Regions from separate parts of the Sus scrofa genome. Here regions 1 and 2 are each linked to region 3. Evidence: chromatin contacts called from public HiChIP or PLAC-seq data. All regions are on one chromosome and are shown on one strand. The core of a region is the stretch at or near the end of the contact, and the rest is flanking DNA. Distances in the headings are between cores, read along the strand shown.

Region 1 (4,366 bases), core at 254-2,753, 830 kb after region 3:
CAGGCAGGCAGGCCTCCTTAGACGGAAGTATAGCTGTCATACAGCATTATATTACTTTCAGGTATTCAACATAATGATTCGATATTTATGAAAACTGCAAAATGATCATCACAATAAGCCTAGTTAACATTCGATCAATTATTATTGGCTTCAGAAATCTGAGGCCTGCAGACAGGTATGAGCTGCAGGATGAAATTATTGTACCAAAAATGACAGTTACCCTGATGCCACTAACATGCTGTCCAGGTGAAACAAAGCAGCTGACTGACCCTTGTCTGCTTGGGAACCAAAGGCACTTAGGAATCAAACCTGAGATTTCAAAGGAAAGGCAATCTGAAAAGTTAAGACAACCTTTTCGTCACTCGTAAATGGTTTCTATTTCCCTGTCATTCTCCAGAAAATACAAAAGCAGACTTTCTATCACATTAGAAATTCTAGGAGCTGCTATGGAAGTGGATAAGATTTGGGAAAAATAGATCCAAATCACCTCTATGTCTTTTCTTTAGTAAAAGAAGTATCTTGATGATATTTATAAAAAGCTTTTAAGAAGACACAAGATCTAGACAAAGACTCATTCACTCTTCTCTTTTCAATGGATTTTGAGTAAAATTGCAAGTGGAAAGAGTAGGCAAATTTCTTCAAGCAAATATCCTATGGGTGTTAAGAAACAAGGTCATTTAATTCACAAATTACTTCCTATACATCTTTGGCATGACAATCAAAATCTCTGATTTTGAGCTCAGAGAGAGCTGACAACTCAAGTTTGATACTCACTTGGCTTTCAAAATCTCAAAAGGCAAGGTTTCTTGAAATTCCAAGACATTTTACTTTTCATGTGCTAGGAGCAAGGCCAAAATTTAGGCCAATGACAGTGGAAATTATGCTACTAATCCCTGGGTGTCTTCCTGAAGTTCTCCGATGAATAATAAGGGGACGGTAATTAGTGGCAATTGAGTGCCTACAAGGTACTAGATACTGACACGTTTCATTTAAACCTCCCAACAATCCCACGTGGACACTGTAGACCAAGGGAGGAATTTGTTGCTGTTGTTTTTAATGCAGAGGAAGCTATTCGACGTGAGAACCCTGCGACTGTGGGAGATGCTTAGTCTCTTTTTGTGCCTAAGCAAGGGTGGGGGGGAGTTGGGACCAGAGCTCAGGTTTTGAGCCTCTCAGCTCCATATTTGTTTGTTCCCCAGTGTCCAGCATTGGCTTCCGAGACCCCGAGCTGGGAGGTGGGCTGGAGGAGGTGGATGCAAGGAGTGAGAAGGTAGCTTCACAGAGGAATGGTAGGGCAGAGAGGAGGGCGGGTCCAAGGCGACCACGGGCGAAGCAGGGGCCTGGCCCGCTGGGGAAGCCTTGAACAGAAGCGGCTGCCTGGATGGGTTGACTTAAGGTCCCGGGTTGGACTCCAGTCTCTCCTCACCTATGAGTTCCTGTTCATGGGCAGGTTCCAGCAGCTTTCCTTGGTGATGTAATGCTACCCAGAAGCCGAGGTGTTGCCGGCCTCCTTCAGCAGGGCAGTATTTCCTGTCATTAGACTATTTTCCTCAGGGCCTAGCTCTGGAGAGCTCTTGGCTTCTCAGTCAAAAGGAACTGGGATCGGCAGGCAGTAATTCTTTAGTTTATTGCCCCTGTTCTACATTCCTGACCTGTGAGTATTTGTAGACACAGAGACCAGCTTTCCAAAGCCCAGCCTAAGCTGCTTTAATTTTGTCATTGTCCTATAATTTCATGGAAATGGCTGCTATGAAGCCAACAAATGACTAATAAAGTCCCTCTGCCCACTCATTTTTAATGTCATTCTGGAACTCCAGAACAGGGACCATCTGGTCATGGTGCTTACTTTAATATAAAAGAGTGGCTGAGTTGAAAATCCTATTTCTGAGAGAAGGCTGGAACGAGTCTTCTGTTTGTGAACCCCAAGCAGAGCAAAACAAGTCTAGCATTTCATCTGGCGCAGTCATCAGATAGGCTGAGGGCTGTGTAGGCAGCTCTGCTTGTGGAGAGGTTAAATTCTGACACACACACACACACACACACACACACACACACACACACACGTGATATACAGATATCAATCAATACCACTAACTGTCACATTTATTGAGCACAGCCCATGTGTCTGGCAAAAGGCAAAGCACTGCGGATTATTTTGTAATAGGCGAGCATTAGTGTACTCATTTTATAGGTGAAATAAACAGAGACAGAAGTTAAGTAAAGCTGCCCCAAGTCGCACAGCCAGTAAATAACAGCGCCAGACCTGGAACCCAGGCCTGTCCTGTCCACATATGCGCCCCGAGCAACTGACTTACTTGACTCATTGCAGTAAGGGCTTTTGGAAGAAAATTCATCCTAAGCAATGACTCATCTTTTACGGAGGTAAACTGTAGAACAAGGAAGCTATATAGAGATTTTTTTTTTTTGGCCTTTTTTATTTTGGAATTAAGATTGTGCAGAGAGGTTGCAGAGATAGCCACAGAGAATTTCTGTCTACACTTCATTCAGCTTCTTTTAATCCTAACATCTTATGTAGCTGTGCTACATTGGTCAGAACTAAGGCATTATCCTTGGTATAATATTAATAAGTAAACTAAACTACAGACTTTGGTCAGACTGTGGTGCAATTTTTTTTTTCCTTTTTTGCTTTTTAGGGACGCACATGCAGCATATGGAAGTTCCCAGGCTAGGAGTCGAATCAGAGCTATAGCTGCTGGCCTACACCACAGCCACAGCAACTTGGGATCCGAGCTGCATCTGCGACCTACACCACAGCTCATGGCAATGCCGGATCCTTAACCCACTGGGCAAGGGCAGGGATCAAATCTGCATCCTCATGGATACTAGTCAGATTCATGAACCGCTGAGCCATAAAGGGAACTCTACATGCAATTTTTATTTGCAAGTTTTTCTTGCAACTTTTGATTTAATCATGCTTTTTAGTATCTTTATTTTTGCTGTTTTTACAAAACTTGATTTTTTAAAAAAAGTTATTAAAACTTTGGTTTTTTAGGAGTTCCCTTGTGGTCAAGGATCGTGTCGTCACTGTGGCAAAGGTTTGATCCCCAACCCGGGAACTTCCACATGCCACAGGTGTGGCCGGAAAAAAAAAAAAAAAGGTTGTTTTTTTTTAGAGCAGTTTTAGGTTCATAGCAAAACTGAGAGGAAGAGACAGAGATTTCCCTGCCCACTCTGTCCCCACACTAGCACAGCCTCCCCATTATCAACACAATGCTACATTTGTTACAACTGATGAACCTGCTTTCACGGGTCATTATTACCCAAAGTCCCCACTTTACATTAGGATTCACTCTTGGTGTTATATATTCTTCTATGGGTTTGGACAAATGTGTAATAACATGTAACATGTATCCACCACTAAACTATCATGAGTAGTTTCAATGCCTTAAAATGCATGTGTTTCAGCCATGCATGACCCCACTCTCCCTGCCAACCCCCAGCAACCACTGATCCTTTTCGGTGTATCCATAATTTTGCCTTTTCCAGAATGTCCTATAGTTGGAATCACACAGTGTGTGGCCTTTTCAAATATTTTCAAGAAAACTAAATATGTATTTAAAGTTCCTCCATGTATTTCCATGGCATGAAGGCTCCTTTCTTTGGAGTGGTAAATAACAGTCCATTGTCTGCCTGTACCACAGGTTATCTATCTATTCTCCTTCTGAGGGAAACCTGGGTTGCTTCCAAGTTTGGGCAATTATGAATAAATCTTTTATAAACATCATGTGCAGGTTTTGTTTGGACATAAGTTTTCAACACCTTTGGGTAAACACCAAGGAGCACAATGGCTGAATCATATGGTAATTATTTAGTTTGGTAAAAAAAAAAAAAAAAACCCATCAAACTGTCCTCCAAAGTGGCCGCACCATTTTGCATTCTGACCAGCAATGGATGAGAGTTTCTTTTGTCAGCGTTTGGTGGTGTCATCGTTCTGGGTTTTGGCCCTTCTGTTCAGCTGTGCAGCGGTGGCTTTATGTTTTTCTACACTATAGGGAGTTGAGTGAAGCTTTCAACTGTAAGCTGTATACCTACACCCAGCCCTGTCCTTGCCTGACATGAAGGGCTCCAGACATCATTGGGCTTGAGCTGAGTATGCACTTTCTGGTTGCTCATATTCAGTTAAGACCCAGACACTCTTCCTTCTATTGCTCTTCTGCATCTGTAACCTCACCTGCTTTCTGTAGGTGAATCTCGACTGTGTGACTTAGTCATTCTGACTCTGCTTTCAGAAGTTTCTTACCAAGATTTGGCAAACTGACTCAAAGTTTGCAGGCTCCTGACCTCGATTTCCACCCGCCGCATCCTTCAGGACAGAGCTTATGATGGAATTCAATTTCGACTGTCT
Region 2 (4,645 bases), core at 2,087-4,586, 780 kb after region 3:
TGAGGCTGTAAGTTTGCTTCATGAATCACAATGGTGACATCTCATAATATTCACACATAAAAATTCCCTAAATCCAACAGAAATAAATGCAAATCCACCGTCAGAGGCTATAGCATCCAGCGAGACATAGGTGTAAATAACTGGGGTAGAACTGTCATTGCTGTAGGCATTCAAAACGGCACTCATCTTAGGGAGGCTAACACCCAGCATAATCCTATAATATCAACATGGAACTTTGACCAAAAATGTCTGGAGTCACTTTCTGTGAAAATACTGGTACTTCGGAGAATTATTTTTAATTTTTTGGCATGTGCTAGACCTTTATTCGGTCTTTTGTTTTCTGATTCTTCTTTGAAAAAACAATTGGGTTTAAAATGTTAAAAGACACCCCTATCTATTTTAACATTGAAAAATACATCGGTATATAAGAGGAAAACTGAATTCTCTCTAAAAAAAGAACATTCCTCATTCCGCAGGAGCAAATCCTGTTGAGTTTGGTGGGTACTTTTGAGACCTTTTAAAAACCATATGCAAACATACATAGTAAAATTACACTCTGAGCTCTTCTGCCTCCTCACGGACTCTAATCCAGCTGCACTGCTCTCCTCACCGCCTGCAGCGCTTCCACACCTGAGCCTCTGGGCCTGTTCCTGGAATGTCCTTTTCCCAGTTGTGTTCAGGTCCTGCCCCTCACCTCCTACAAGTCACTACTCAATGTTGCTTTCCCGTGAGGCCTTAACTCACCATCCTGTCCGAGATGGGCCCCTTGTCCAACACTTTCTACTCTTTCTCTGCACATTTCACCTCTTAACATACTATATATTTGACTAATTTCCTTCACTGTCTGCCTCCCACCAATGAAAGGCAAGCTCCACGAAGACAGGGAATTTTGTCTGTTTTGCTTCCTGCTGAATCTCTAGAGCCTAAAACAAGGTCTGACACAGTAAGTATTCAATATATTCGTGGAACAGGTGAATTCACATGTATCTTTAAAGTATTACAATATATTGCATGTACAGTTTAACAACTTTTTCCCCCACTCAACGGTATATCATAGATAGTTTTCCATTTTGGTGTTTAAAGTTATTTTTCATTCTTTTTAAGGACTACATACTTTTCCTTAGAAAACAAGTACTGTAACCATTCTTCTGATGGGACACATGATTTTGTCTCAACTTTTTTATATACAAAATAACGCTGCAGTGAATGGCCCTGCTCATGTATGCTCTTTGGATCCATGTAATAACAAAACAAAGTTCAGGCCATGAGACGCTGCCTCTTGGCAAAGCTTTCATATATATAATCTGTAATATGCTGCATTTTTGTGTGTATGGATAAGAGTATGTGGTAACCACTTTATGAAATACTAGGTCATGAGCTAATAATTCTTATTCTTTAAATTCATCTAATATTCTCACCATCTGAGTCTCTAGCAAGAGATAAGACATTCCAAGAAACAAATGGCATTCAAAAAGGGTAAGCAGAAAGGAGTTTAGTAAAGGAATTATTTACAAAGGTGTGGGCAAGATTAAGGGAAACCAACAATATTCAGTGAAGCACCAGAGGGCTGGCAACAGTGGGAAGCTGTTACCAGGTTTAGCAGAAAGGGTCAGAGGAGGGACAATTACTGGAACCTAGTGAGACCTGCAACTGAGGAGAGAGCCACTCACGAGGAGCTAGTTCTCAAACAGAATGATGTAGCCACTGCTGACAATGGCCTGGCAGAGAGAAGCTGGGAGGAATAAAGACGTGAACCTCTTTCCCTTCCTACCCTTCCAATTCCATCTAGAAGCTGCCACTGGCTGGACCCCACCAGAAGCCATGGGACAGGAAGTCCCGTTCAGCAGACCATAGGCTGTCAGGACCCTGAGACCACAGCAAAACAGAGAACAGGAGAGATTAGATCAGGGAGACAAGCAGAAAGTATCTAGCACCAACAGTTCCTCTATTAGTCTTACTTCCTCCCTCCACATCTGATTAGCCCGATGGACAGAACCAGGAGGTTCTGATACTCAAGTATCCGCAGTAGGTGACACTGCCCACGCATCCAGAATATTGCTAAAGGCACCAGGATTTAGACTCACAGACAGGAAAACAGCTGGGAGCACTAACTGAAATGTTCTAATGGCACAAACATGATAACATGCTTTAGGGTGTGCCCACCTACTACTAATTTTTAAAGCCGTGACTTCAGAACCAGATAATCTCCAGATGGAATCCATTTTTCTGGTATTTGCTAGCTGTATGCACTTGGTCTTAGACCTGTGCTGCCCAGTATGGTAGGCACCAACCACACTGGCTATTTACATTAACTTAAAAAAATAAAACATTTTATTCTCTCTCTCTCTCTTTTTTTTTTTTTTTTTTTTTGTCTTTAAAAGGCTGCACCCACAGCATATGGAGGTTCCCAGGCTAAAGGTCCAATCAGAGCTGTAGTCGCTGGCCTACACCACAGTCAAAGCAACGCAGGATTTGAGACTTGTCTGCGACCTATACACAGCTCACATCAACGCTGGATCCTTAACCCACTGAGTGAGGCTGGGGATTGAACCCGCAACCTCATGGTTTCTAGTAGGATTTGTTTCCATGGCACCACAATGGGAACTCCCCAAATCAAACATCTTAAATAAAATTTAAATAAATAACATTTTCTTGTCTCTTTTTTTTAGGGCCACACACGTGGCATATGGAAGTTTCCAGGCTAGGGGCTGAATCAGAGCTATAGCTGCTGGTCTACACCACACCCACAGCAACAGTGGATCCGAGCCATATCTGTGACCTACACCACAGCTTACAGCAACGAGGGATCCTTAACCCAATGAGCGAAGCCAGGGATCCAACCCGCATCCTCTCGGAGACTAGTTGGGTTTGGTACTGCTGGGCCACCACAGGAACTCTGACCTTTAGAATTCAGTTCCTCATTTGTTCTTGCCACCTTTTTCAAGAGCTCAGTATGAATGCAGCTAGGGGCTACTGAACTGGATAACAGCACATTTGCTCAAGCATCTAGCCCAGGACTGTCAAAGAGAACTTTCTACATGATGGAAATATTGCAACAGGCAGAATTTTGTTCATATAATGTATACCTTACATATGCAATAAGAACAGTGCATACATTGAACTATTAAGCAGTAGTCCTTAACCCGTGGGCTTGTCTGAGGACTGAAGACAACCATACACACAAAGTTCCTAGTAAACCATGGGGCACAGAGTAGGCGCTCAGGAAACGGTATCAATAGTAATGGAAACAACAACAGAAGCAGCCACACGACTGCACTGTATCCTCTCCCTGGTAGCTAATTCTGGCGATATCATCACACAAGGCGCTTTGCCAACGTGTGAGGCCGCCAGGCTTTAGCAATGATCACACAGCTGCTGCTGAGGCGAGCTGCGTGTCACTGAGCTGGAGGCTCCTTGTTACCAAAGACCCTCAGCGCTGCTGGGAGCTCGTTAGCAGGCTTCCATCTTGCAAGTGTGGTCTTGCCGGCCTCTTGTTGAAAATGCTGCTCTATCCTGACTCTTTGGAATATGATACGATTCCTGGTTTTTTTCTGGTGGTTTGGAATGGCATGCTTTGTCAACATAGTTTTCTCACAGAACCTGATTTTGTTTTCTATCTACAGAGAAGCTGTGGCTCCGTCTTCTGTAGGAATTTTAATTATCAGCTTAAGCTTGTATCAAGCTATCCTACTGCTTCTCTGTATCATGTCAATTGACCAGTTTGAATTCATGTCTTGCTTTTTTTTTTTGCTTTTTAGTGTCACACCTGCGGCTAGGGTGGAATTGGAGCTACAGCTGCCAGCCTACACCACAGCCACAGCAACGCCAGATCCGAGTCATGTTGGCAACCTACATACACCACAGCTCATGGCAATACCGGATCCTTCACCCACTGAGCGAGGCCAGGGATCAAACCCACAACCTCATGTTCCCAATTGGATTCATTTCTGCTGCGTCATGATAGGAACTCCTGAATTCATGTCTTAATGTAACTGTTCAGGTATCATTTAATCTACAGAATATGCTAGTGGTTTGGGAGGAGGACTGGTTTTATAATCTCTAAAATGGAAGTTTTATTCCTTAAGCAGAATGAGGAAACCATTGGTCAGCAAGGAAACAACTCACTTCCCTTCCAGTTGTTTCCATTTCCATGTCACTAACTCCAGAGTCCAAACCACCATTATCTTTTATCTTCTTAGAATCAATTTCCCACCCTGCTTAAGACATCCAACAGCTTCCTGATGCACTTGGAAAAGAATCCAAATGCTGGTCCATGGTCTTTTATCTTCTTCATTGAACTTACTTCTATCTGTAATTATTTATTTGATCTGTTTATTTTTTATCTACCTTCTGCCAGCCTCATCCCTTTGGATACAAGCTTCACACGAGCTCACGGAGCTGCTCACTGCCTGTTCACTGAATGTCATCATCTCAGCGCTTGGAAAAGTGCCTGGTACAGAGCAGACGCTTTCAAAAGGCTTCAAGGCCATCTTTGGGCAGGATGTAAAGAGTAAGCTGCAAACCTCTAAATTACAATCTCACATCATGTTTCCTACATTCCAATGTCTTTCTTCAAAAGCCCGATACACTTAAACAGATTCTTAACCATTTAATGTCTGTGCCATGGCCCCTGGGGTAGGGGAGG
Region 3 (4,778 bases), core at 536-3,035:
TATACTCATGATAACAGATCCTCTGTGTCATGTAAATAGCATTTTGATTGCTTGCAATCAGAAATAAAAAGGGATTTTTTTTTTTTTTTTTTTTGGTCTTTTTGTCTTTTTGCCATTTCTAGAGCTGCTTCCCAGGGCATATGGAGATTCCCAGGCTAGGGGTCTAATCGGAGCTGTAGCTGCTGGCCTACACCACAGCCACAGCAACGCCAGATCCAAGCCGAGTCTGCAACCTACACCACAGCTCATGGCAACGCCAAATCCTTAACCCACGGAGCAAGGCCACGGATTGAACCCAAAACCTCGTGGTTCCTAGTCGGATTTGTTAACCACTGAGCCACGACGGGAATTCCAGGGATTTTTTTCTTAAAACAAGCAAGGAAGCCACAGCAAATGAGGTCACAATCCCAACCTGAGATTCCCAAATACTGGGAAAATCTATAACCTGAAAATGTTTTTACTAATTAGACATAGATTTGCTCTTACCCCACCTCCCCCCAGGAAGAGGGCTCTCTTCCTGCAAATAAAATGCTTTAAGTTATGAAACTTTGGTTCAATTCGACTCTGCCTCCTTTTTGCCCAGTGAAACAGGCGGCTGATGGAAAACCAAAGTTCAGGGCCCAACTTTTCTCATTTGGTAACTTTCATTTCCTAATAATATTGGATAATTAACAAATTGTGTGTTCTAATGCTTTGTCACTTCAAGAGCATTTGGGGAGAATACTTCTTGTGTCTACTGAGTAATGGCTCAAATGAAAGAACACGATCAAGAGAATGCTTTATCACTGTGCATAAAACATACTGAATATTTATGATTTTAATTGCTACACACCATGTGCATACCTGTTTGGAGAATTATATAGATCTTTAAAGGTCAAGCAAGAGAATGATTTTGTGACTTTATAATTCATGATTAACAAGTCATTGAAAATTTCTATTAACTCAAAATGGAAATTCATAGAAATTCTTAAAAAAAAAAAAAAAAGAACCCTTAGTATTCCCTATATGTAACTGGCGTTTTTGTGAGTTTGTGAAACCAGATGCTTTTGGATAAAAAAAGCAATACTGACTCTTTCTTAGACTTAGTGCCTCTTTGCTAAAAGAAAAATTCTTAACTGAAAATGCAGTTCTATTCCTAAATTTATTGTTTACAGAAACACATGCTAATATAACAACGCATGAAAAATTAAAAAAAAAATGCCAGACATGCCTCGACATGCAAAATGTATTTAGCTGTTTGCTTTAACATGCTACTTTCATTCTGCAGCCTACCTTCTCCAAGACCAAGTATTTTTGCGAGTGAGGCTAAAAATAGCCAGCGAAGCCTAACAACTAGCTTCTGATTGGCTCGGTACAAAGGCCACTTAGCCAATGAGAGCTTCTGGGAACAAAAGCAATTCTTTTGTGTGTGAGATGCTCAACCCACGTCAAAACAGCTTCAGGCTGTAGAAGCGATTTCGGTTGAGATTTAACAAGGTAATAATGCATTTCAGTCCTCTGAAAGGTTTGAAGCAGAACAAAGGGGGTAGTGAAATCTACAAAACAAATGGAGTGCTCAGACTTTCAGGGGATGAATCATCGGGTGCCTGAGCTACACACATTTGCAAACCCAGAAAAGCAAGTGCGCTAGGATTTTTTTTCTTCCTTCCTGATATTTTAACTTATTTTCCGAGCGTTTTCTCTGCTCAAAAAAAGAGAAAATCAAAGGCGTTGTGTTCTGACTATGCACAAATATGCTATTACGTTGACTTGCTGATGAATAGAAAGCAACTCAATCACGATTCCCTTACATGGTACAAAGAGAAGACAAAGACTTGTGTGAGGTGGAGAGTAAGTAGTAAAGCTCCTAAAGCTTTGGACTTTGGTTTTTGGGAATCACAAATATCCCATGTTCTCAAAGTAAACGCAGTTCTGGATTAATGTTGTGATGACTCCCATGATAAAGTGGGACTTGATTTGAAGCAGAAACATGGAATTTTGGGAGGTTTTAGCACCACCAAGGCATTTCGCCTGTAGGGGTCGCTGTTGCACAGCAGACGAACCTCTTCAGAGCGTCCTTCCTTTTAATCTTAAATGAAAGGAGAAAATGGGCTTGGTAGGTGCCTTTCAGGTAGGACAAAAGGGAGTGGGGAGTCAGTGTTTGAAACTCTTAAGCTTCACTGCGGTCATTACTATGGGACAAAGCATCCTATAACAATACAGTCTACTTCACATGGGACTGAAATGCTGTACAGGACAAAATGTTGCTACAGTAACCATTGGAAATGTTATGTAACACATAGCAGCTCATAAGCCATTTCATGGTTTAAAACTGGCTTTATTAAGCAGGTGATAATTCAGGGATGGTATGACACTTCAAAGGCTCCAAGCAGGAGGTAAGACACAAGGACACACACTTTAACTTCTTGTATAGGAAATGCATACAGGTTACCAAGTCCAGAACACTGTTGACAAGAAAATACAGATTGCAAATGCATTGTTTACATGTTCTTTTCCCAGAAAACTTCAAGTTCAATGCATTTTTTTGTCTTCAATATAGCTTTTCTGATAAATGATTATTGAGTGAAATCTTAATTATCCTTTATTCTTGGCATGACGTAAAAGACCTGCATAAATCAAACATTTCAGTAAAATGAAATTATATTTTTATTGTGTGATCAGGTGTGATAATAAGAGCAGTACTTAAGAGTCACCTGTTTAAGGAAATGCATAGTCATAAAATATTGCATTTGCTAATTATTGGTCTTAACTGCATTTATGAGCCTCAATAGATATGTTGCCGTAAAACATGGAGGTGGTTTGCTGAGAGGAGTATCCTATTCTAACAAATAATACGAAAACTAGAGAGGTAATATACACTGTAAAAAACTTTTTTTTGCACTCACTTTAAAATAGTCTCCTATGGGGGAAAAAATTAACCTAGGGAATTATGTTCCTAAACAACGAAATCCCCAAAGGATGGTATATATGCAGTTTTCAACATTCTCTGTCTAGAAAGAATGTGGATTCTGTCCTATTGCAGTACTTTTGTGAGTTTTATAGTTTTGGCTTTATCATGTTGGCCAAGGGCCAGTTAAAGGAATTCATCACCAAATGCTTACACAACCCCTAAGGGTGTGCCTAATGCTTAGTTTAGGATGGGTGGTTGCAGTAGAAGAGGCTGTGAGTACTAGCTGTACCTTATCTCCCTGTGCCTGCCAGCTGCTGAGGTGCTCAAGCCCCAGCCCTGACAGCTGTCCCTCTGCCATCGTCAGGGTGCTCTGTAAGAGGAGAAGAGGGGAGAAGAAAGAAAGTACAAGTCCTCTCCTCTCTGCCAGTGTGACGCTGAAGCTGGAGTCAAAAGCACAGAGTAAGCTTCCTTCCTCCCCTTCTTAAGAGCTAAAAATATCCTTTATAGGAAGTCAAAGCTACTTTCTTTCCTCAACTGGTCATCAGTAATATAAAGCCTTTTATGAACATCTGCATAAAATATATGTTTTTAAAATATTATTTCCCCCCTGTTTCCCTTCTGTTTTGTACCCATGCTTTCCATTCTAGGAGGTAACAGACTCTGTGGCTCAGGTTCATCCCTTCAGAGACGAATATGGTAAGGCAAGAGAAGAGTGAAAGCCCTCCTGGCTTTAGTTTCTGAGTTTACATGGATAATTGAGGGGAAAGTCTCATTGACAGTGGGTCCCAGAGCAGTGGAACCAGAGCCTTGGTCCCCAGGTGAATGCTGGAGAGTCAGGATGAATCCAGAATTCAACACTAGGTACTGAAAGCTCCAAAGAGTGCAGTGGATACAGGGAAGGGTGACTACACCCAGGTTCCCTAATAACGTCAGACAAGCATGTGAGAGCAACTGACCTCAAGAGCATCTCTTGGATAGTGGGAAAAAAAAAAGTCAGACGTGACCATGTTAGCTGGGAACGACAGCCTCTTCCCTGTCTTTAGGAAGATTTAAACCTCTCCATCTCTGGTTACAGTTTGGGGAGGCTACAGGAATCCTTGAAATTATGGTGGAATTGGGTCTTAAAGTTAGAAGTAGATTAATTAAGGAAAATAATACAAAAGCCATTTCTTGCATACCTGATACTTAAATCATACTAAGAATAGACTTTGTATTTTCTAAGAGCTGTGTTATTTATTACTTCATTTGATATTTAGTACAACCCTATAATGGAGTTAGGTATTTATCATGTAGTGTTAATAAAGCAAGCCATTTTCATTTTGTGTTATTTTTCAAAGTACTCACTAGGATTTGCCATTATTATAATCTCTATTTAATAAACATTTTAAAAGGTTTATAAACACTACTTTGAGGGATTTGGTGACGATCATTCAGGCTCTTATTTTCTGTGCCAAAACAAAATTGATAATTGAGGTACTCTCCCGGGTAACTTTATTTCCAAGAATCCTTAAAATTACCTGTTATCACTCATAATTTATTGTTCATTTTGGAAACAGAACCACAGGCTCTGGGAAGAACACTGACTTAGAAGTTAGATTTTGAGATTAACTGTTACATAAGTACTTGGGATTTAGGCAGTGATAGGTGCCAGGGAGAAACTGGTCATAGCTGAGAAGCTTGGAGATGAAGGCCAAAGGATATAAAAGACAAGAAACCATAACCATGCACTGCATAACAAAGTCTGGTCACTAAGACCAAAAGACTAGTTCTACAACTAGTAGAGCTATCTCTCTACAATTAGTAGAATTGCTACTATAAAATTGTGGAAGTAATGCTACAAAAAAGCCCACAGTTATGACATTATGGAGGGAAAAAGAATGTAGATCCT

What was found. HiChIP or PLAC-seq counts read pairs in DNA pulled down with a chosen protein or histone mark.
Region 1: a contact with region 3 is called in an H3K27ac HiChIP or PLAC-seq map of skeletal muscle, with 7 times the contacts expected there. The contact joins two enhancer-like sites. A contact is called at or near these places in 1 of 47 Hi-C or Micro-C datasets (embryonic fibroblasts) and 2 of 2 datasets of contacts at active chromatin or transcription factors (alveolar macrophages and skeletal muscle).
Region 2: a contact with region 3 is called in an H3K27ac HiChIP or PLAC-seq map of skeletal muscle, with 8 times the contacts expected there. The contact joins two enhancer-like sites. A contact is called at or near these places in 2 of 2 datasets of contacts at active chromatin or transcription factors (alveolar macrophages and skeletal muscle).

The regions. Positions count from the first base shown.
Region 1 is chr5:90,673,563-90,677,928 of Sscrofa11.1, reverse strand. No RefSeq gene overlaps it. Among named protein-coding and RNA genes, the nearest start is that of BTG1, 140 kb to the left of the region's middle. Within about 2 kb of position 1,503, at least 25 of the 83 cell types and tissues checked have an H3K27ac peak or open chromatin away from gene starts, as enhancers often do. A contact at or near this core is called in skeletal muscle, where this site is marked.
Region 2 is chr5:90,728,297-90,732,941 of Sscrofa11.1, reverse strand. The region is part of intron 3 of LOC106510428 (a long non-coding RNA gene); the gene reads right to left. Among named protein-coding and RNA genes, the nearest start is that of BTG1, 85 kb to the left of the region's middle. Within about 2 kb of position 3,336, at least 11 of the 83 cell types and tissues checked have an H3K27ac peak or open chromatin away from gene starts, as enhancers often do. A contact at or near this core is called in skeletal muscle, where this site is marked.
Region 3 is chr5:91,508,023-91,512,800 of Sscrofa11.1, reverse strand. All of the region lies in intron 4 of LOC102159901 (a long non-coding RNA gene), which reads right to left. Among named protein-coding and RNA genes, the nearest start is that of DCN, 170 kb to the left of the region's middle. Within about 2 kb of position 1,785, at least 64 of the 83 cell types and tissues checked have an H3K27ac peak or open chromatin away from gene starts, as enhancers often do. A contact at or near this core is called in skeletal muscle, where this site is marked.